Linked DNA regions of Zea mays: region 1 is linked to region 2. Evidence: chromatin contacts called from public Hi-C data. All regions are on one chromosome and are shown on one strand. The core of a region is the stretch at or near the end of the contact, and the rest is flanking DNA. Distances in the headings are between cores, read along the strand shown. Region 1 holds the start of LOC100276162. Region 2 holds the start of LOC103647689.

Evidence for each region. Hi-C and Micro-C count contacts between places; a contact is called where the count stands out from the background.
Region 1: a Hi-C map of leaf shows a contact between it and region 2, with 2.0 times the contacts expected there. The contact joins the promoter of LOC100276162 here to the promoter of LOC103647689 in region 2. A contact is called at or near these places in 8 of 25 Hi-C or Micro-C datasets (ear, endosperm, leaf and 2 more).

What each region holds. Positions count from the first base shown.
Region 1 is chr2:207,532,709-207,536,156 of Zm-B73-REFERENCE-NAM-5.0, reverse strand. LOC100276162 reads left to right here and starts at 1,702. Exons shown (of 3, transcript NM_001360977.1): 1 at 1,702-1,872; 2 at 2,253-2,390. The coding sequence starts at 1,782.
Region 2 is chr2:207,371,948-207,375,228 of Zm-B73-REFERENCE-NAM-5.0, reverse strand. LOC103647689 reads left to right here and starts at 1,475. Exons shown (of 8, transcript XM_020548570.2): 1 at 1,475-2,458. The coding sequence starts at 1,559.

The sequences.
Region 1 (3,448 bases), core at 453-2,952, 160 kb before region 2:
TTCATAAATTATTAAATACAGAAACTAAAGCTCTATTTAATTTCTGTATTTATTAATTTAGAGATTAAAAAAACTAGTCCTCCAAACACCCCCTTATTCGCAAGTAAGTTGTCACAGTTAATTGGGTTCCACGAGTTACTGAACATTTGGGACACAAGAAAATAGAACAGATTCTTAAAAAAAACATCGCTCTATCCGAGTTAAAATTATGTGCTAATGCATTCGTACAACCGTTAATATATGTATTTTATATATGTGTCTAGATTTATTATTGTCTATTTGATTGTAGACATAAAAAACAAGAGTTAAAATGAATTTTTAAAATAACACACACATATATATAGATCCTTTGCAAGACAGAATTATACTAATATAATATAGGGTATTGTGCACATATACTTGGATAAGATACCAAATTAAGGTGTTGTTGCAAGTAGTATATGAAGAGTGCATTTTTTTTGTTGTTGGAGAAACTTTGTGTGTGCCTCTGCATAAATTGACAAAATTCAACAACGTTCCTTGCACAGTGCATTTCTTGCTGCTAGGGCTGCACTAAAAGGCTGAAACGTATATGGTGTTGCTGCCAGCTGGTAACTGAGACTTGTTCCTCTTGCATGAGTTGAGTGCGCGCAGAAGTGTGATTTCTGCTGCAGCAGTTCGTTACTAGATTGCTTGCAAATTAAAGATAAAATTTCAGATGAGCTAGCTTATGGACGACCACACGGAGAAGAAACCAACAAATAATAATGAGTGTGTGTAAGTAATCAAGATAAAGTTTCAGATAACCGACCGCGGTGAATCACACTAGCTCACCAGTTCGCCGGGAACAAGAGAGAGTGAGAGACGGCAAGAAGTATTGCCGTAAGTACCGGTTGCCGAGGATGCGGAATACCACTATGATCCAGTTTAAATTTTACAAACCCACCCAATCAAATCACCCGCATCAATAACTTTTATTAAATCCATTAGACAAATTGCACTTATACTTAACACAACATCAAAATCAATAATTCAAATCGCTAGATAACTCTTTTATCTCGTTCACTCAAATCCAATGTACAATATTATTTAAATCATTTCTCATCCCTCATCCCCCACTACCCCCATTCGAAGTCCCAGCCTTCCCCTCCCTCTACCCCCGCGTCCCCTCACTCGTGTCACCACCGTAGCTGTCGACCCTTTCTCTCTGCTGTTGTTGAATTATAGCGTTAGTACGAGTCATATGCTAGTCAGCTAGTTCTGGGAAAAAGAAAATAAACAAGCGATTAGTATAAAAAATATTTTCCTTTTTTGATAGTATGTTCTATATCTAAATTATACAACTATCATATTTTAAATAGCAAATATGATAAATTTAGTTGACGATATAAATATTAACACTATTCAATATAATTTTGGTTAAACTTTAGTTAGTTTGGCTGATACAGATCTTATATTTATATTTATTTAGATGTAAAGGAGTACAACACAACGCCCCTGTTTATTTAAAAGAACACTAAAAACGATGCTGAGGAAATTGCAAACCAAATGAAGTTGCGAATGCCAAATTGGGGCAACATGTATTTAGCACAATGGGCTTCTTGCTCTCCGGCCTGCACCACACCCTCGTTGGACCTACGCAACTGGCGGCCCACACAGGCTAGAGCAACGAAGTCCAACAGATAGGAAGGTCCCTCTCCGGCCACAACTCACAAGTCCCCACAGCACTCTCCCCGACCTTGCCGTCCAGTCGTCCACCCCACCGCCGCAGCCTCGCCCCGAGGAGACAGGAGAACAGCAGGATGCCGGCGACGCCGACGATCATCGGCGCCCTCCTGGGACTGGGCACTCAGATGTACTCCAACGCCCTCCGCAAGCTTCCCTACATGCGCCGTATATCCCTTTCTCCCCTTCCCTTTCTCCTATTCCCCTGTTCATTTCTCCGTTTCTTGATCACGCATTGCGTCCCGCGCTCCGTGAGTCGTCCTGGCGCCCCATTTCCGTCTGATCTGCGATATTTCCACCTGCCCTCGTGGTGTTTCGTCTGGTCTGGGCGCCTTCCTTGGTCTTTGGGATCCTAGATGCGATATGGTTCTTGTTTTTTGGGGTTGAAGTCCATTTCTTCGTGATTTAGGAGGCAATACTGCCGAAGAGATACCCCTTTGGTCCCTATTCCACCCTACCATTCATGATTTCAGTATGTGCTTTGTACCAGTCTCCTTTTAGATATGATGATTCATTCTCACGTGCTTATTGTGTCTAAATTGTTATAGATCCTTGGGAGCATGTGTTGGGGATGGGTCTCGGTGCAGTATTTGTGAACCAGCTGGTAAAATTTGACGAGAAGCTCAAGGAGGACCTCGACAAGATGCTTGAGCGCGCCAGGCTAGCCAACGAGCAACGCTACATTGGTACAGTGCTAACTTGCTTATGGCATCTTAACAACAGCAAAGACTTTGCCCAAGTTAGAAGTCTACATCGGATATATCCAAACAATCTCAATTGGTGTTGGACAAACTTTTTTTCAATTGGTGCTACCTGTACTCATGTATATCATCGTTTGAAGCCACAAATTAAGGGTTTATACACGTCGATAGCTGTTCTCTATTCATTTCTGTTCAGAGTTAGATCTTTAGTATATTCCATCTTTTCTAGTCTCCTCTTTCCATATTAACTTCGGTCTTCTCCTATCTCTCTTCCTATTACTATCATGTATTAGTATCCCACTATATATTGGTGTCTCTGGAGGTCTACATCGGATATATTCAAACAATCTCAATTGATGTTGTACAATCTTTTTTTTTCAATTTGGTGCTACCTGTACCCATGTATATCATCATTTCGGACTCGATCCCTTCTTATATAGCCACAAATCCAACATAATATACACATTTCCGCAACACTTATTATCTGTTGAACGTTGAACATGATGCCTTTTTAGCCTAATATCCTGCACCATGCAATGTAACAGGTCTAATTGCTGTCATATAAAAGTTTCCTTTTAGTTTGCGTGATATGCTCTGGTTGCATAGACGCCAAATGTTTGGTGCCACTTCCTCCATCATGCTTTGTTTTATGGCTAACATCTAATCAATACCCCTATCTCTCTATCTCTCCGTAGCATTGATCCTAAATAACGGAAGTTATCCTCCTTGGGCATTTCTTGACCTTTTAAACTAACATCTCCTTGTGTATAGTGTTGAAGTCCCATCTCACGTACTCTGTTTTATTTCTATTGAATCTAAAACTTTTGAACTCTAGAGTCTCATGCCACAAGTTTAGTTTCCTATTATCCTGCCCGACTTTCATCAATGAGCACTACATCGTCCTCAAAAAGTATATACCAAGGGATATCCCCTTATATGTCTCTTGTGACCTCATCCATCACTAAGGCAAAACGGTAAGAGGCCTCAAAATTGACTCTTGATGTAGTCCTATTTTAATAAGAAAGTCATCTGTGTCCCATCAC
Region 2 (3,281 bases), core at 226-2,725:
AAGTGGAAAGCGCCATCTTTCGTCAATGGATCCGTTTACTCTCGGGCCATGTCAGGAATCTCAAATAGCTAGCTGATATAAAGTTAAGAGAAAAATAAAAATAGTAATTTATCTCACCATAAGTATATGATGTTACACGTAATATACTCAGTTTCTTAGAATACTAGAAATCTTTTATCTATTTAATTATCACTAGCTATTATATTCTTGTTTTCTCAATATTTTCTCTCCACGTATAAAAAAGAGTGAATCTTAGTTGGGTACGCCCTTATATACGTGCGACGGCACGTCTCGGTAATCATGGCACGCATGCTGCATCTCCGGACAGGCGGTGACCTGACCGAGAGTGCAGACGGGCAGGGTGTATACGGGCCTGGAAATGGGAGCAAAACGCCGTCAGGCGCAGGTGCTTTTGGGAGAACCCATGTCGACTCATCAGATCCTTGCTTTGGCCTCTGGGACTGGGGAGTGGGGAGTCGCCGCTCCGCTGAAGCCGCCATCAACTTTTCAGACGACAGGTCTGGATATCCGCGACATCGACTCTAGAGACCGCTGGGCATTCATTTCTCCTCGAAAGCGAGAACCCATGCACACGGCACGGCTGTGGCCCTGTTTGTTTTGGCTTCTGGCAGCTTCTGACCACCAAAAGCTGCTGCGGACTGCCAAACGCTCAGCTTTTCAGTCAGCTTCTATAAAATTTGTTGGGATAAAAACCATCCAAAATCAATATAAACACATAATCGGTTGAGTCGTTGTAATAGTAGGAATCCATCACTTTCTAGATCCTGAGCCTTATGAACAACTTTATTTTCCTCGACACGTAATCGTAATGATACTTAGATTCTTCCCACAGCCAGATTCTCCCCACAGCCAGATTTTCAGAAAAGTTGGTCAGAAAAAAGCTGAACTAAACAGGCCCTATGTATCTCGCGCATGTGCACAAACGAAACGGGTACCCCGGGCTCGACGCACGACACCGAACTATCGAAGCCACTCCAGTACTCCACGACCCACCCGAACCCGGCACCCTGCCGCCGCGACGCGACCTGCTCGATGGTTGGCTTGCCCCCCGCGACGCGAGCAGAGGCCGGGGCAGGCGGTTGCCGGAAGCTGGGCGCGAGACGAGAGAAATCATCCGCCTATCTTTTAAAAAAGAAAATAAAAAACCATCGGTCTGGACGCGACCAGATCGCACTGTAAAACACGTGGCAGTCCATTGCCCGCGCGAGCGCGACTCACACGGCCACACTACCACACCCCGAAACGGGCAACGGCACACACACATCTCGGCGGATCTGCGTCCGTCGACTCCGTCCGGCGTATGCGGCCGCCAGCGGAGCCACCTGATCAAAATCCATCCACACGCCTGCCGTTTCCGGTTTCCCTCCCTCTCCTCCCCTTCCCCTCTGGCCCTCTCTGCTGCTGTCTCCGCCGCGAAAATAGCGAGGCAGGGCGCGCGGTCATTTTAATAACACGCGTCCGCCCGCCCGCCGTTCCCCTGGGCTCGGCTTCACCTCTCACCCCGGCTCCCGCCACGCCTCACGCCCCATTTCCGGCCATGGCCTCTTCGGTGGCCGCCATGCCACACGAGTCCGCATCATCATGGAGGGACCCCTCCCGCCTCACCCCGCCCAGGGGCTTCGTCACCATCCTCATCTCCTCCCCCGACGCCGCCGGAGCCGGCGGCTCGGCCTCCTCCCCCGCCGCCGCCAGCGAGCCCACGCCCAGGACCCGCCGCCAAATCCTGGACCGCTGGACGGCCGCGGCCGCGGCCACCACCGTCACGGACAGCGCCGCGCCGGCCCCCGCCGACCAGCGCCGCGTCGCCAGGGATGCCGAGCTGTCCGAGCTCGCGTCCGCCGCGCGCCCCGTCGCCGCGCGCGCCGCCGTATTCCGGGAGCCGTCCCCGGCGCCGTCCGACGCCTCCTCCACGGCCGCAGCCGCAGCCGCCACCGCGCCCGCCGAGCTCCCGCCAGCGGGGCCCCGGGCCTCGTCGCTCATCCAGCGCTGGCGCGAGATCGAGGCCGTCGGCCCCGCCACGCCGCGCCCCGCCGACCCTGGCGTCTCGGCCGCGGCCTCGGCCTCAGCCTCGGCGTCCGACTCCGACACCGGCTCGCCGCGCGGCCGCGTAGGCTGCATCGTCAAGAAGCTCAGCGGGGCGTCGTCGCTGCCAGAGGACGAGCTCGACGACGTCGCCAGGTCCGAGCTCTCGCTCTCGCAGTCCGCACCCCCGTCGCCCGCGCCCATGCGCGACGCCTCGCACTACCCGTACCAGTGCCCGTCGGTCGCTAGCGCGATCAACGGCCCCCGCCCGCCGCACCTCGTCTTCCGGACGGTGCGAGGCCGCCGCGCGATGGAGGAGCTCGTCGCCGCGATGGCGCACCGCCGGAGGCGCGAGGTCGCCGCGCTCGCCGAGAGCCACGCCGTGTCCCGCTTCCCGCACAAGGGCAGGATCCAGGTTAACCTCTACTTCTCTTGTCGCATTGTGCGTTTGGACCATCCTCTCATGTACTTGCTACATCTGTTTGTTTATTCATCATCACTCGGATATTGTTCCGTTTCTTGATCCACAAATGCTTGTTTAAAAGCGAACCAAAATGGTCGGAGCTGTTCATTCTGACTCCCAAACATGGGGCCCGATGAGAGTTTGGTGGATCGGTTTCTTCCCAACTGGCATTGTTGATCATTGTCATGTGCCGAGTCTATTATCGTGCTTGCTTTGTTTAGTCGGGTTCGTTGACATATCAGTTTTACAGACCAAAATGAAATCAATCGAGGGCTAAATTTTTTTACATTTAAATATTTTTTTCGAAGGAAAAATGCACCTATTGTTATTTGCTTGGTTATTTAATTTTCAGTTGGGACTCTGGTGCAACTATATAGAAAGTTACTCCAAAAGGTTCTGAAATTGTTTCCGACTACCCGTGTGTTTGGTTTCATGCACGCGCCTAGATCCGTGGCATCCGTTGACCGAGTAAGTGTACCTGTTTGGTTGCTTTTGTGATGGAGGTCTGAACTGCACACGCCGAGTAAGTTTACCTGTTTGGTTGCTTTTGTGATGGAGCTCTGAACTGCACATGCGAATACAAGGAAAGCCATTTTAGGAGACACGGGTTGCATGGGTTGCATCCGCGGAGATATGGGTGAGGTCCAGTCTCCCACCATGCAGGCTTGGACGGGGCTGCACCTGCACGTCTGTATTGGGGCAACCAAACACATGGTACATGGATCTGTTAGGTTGTCATTTTGGACCAGAAAGAAGGGGAAAAAGAGTAAATTAA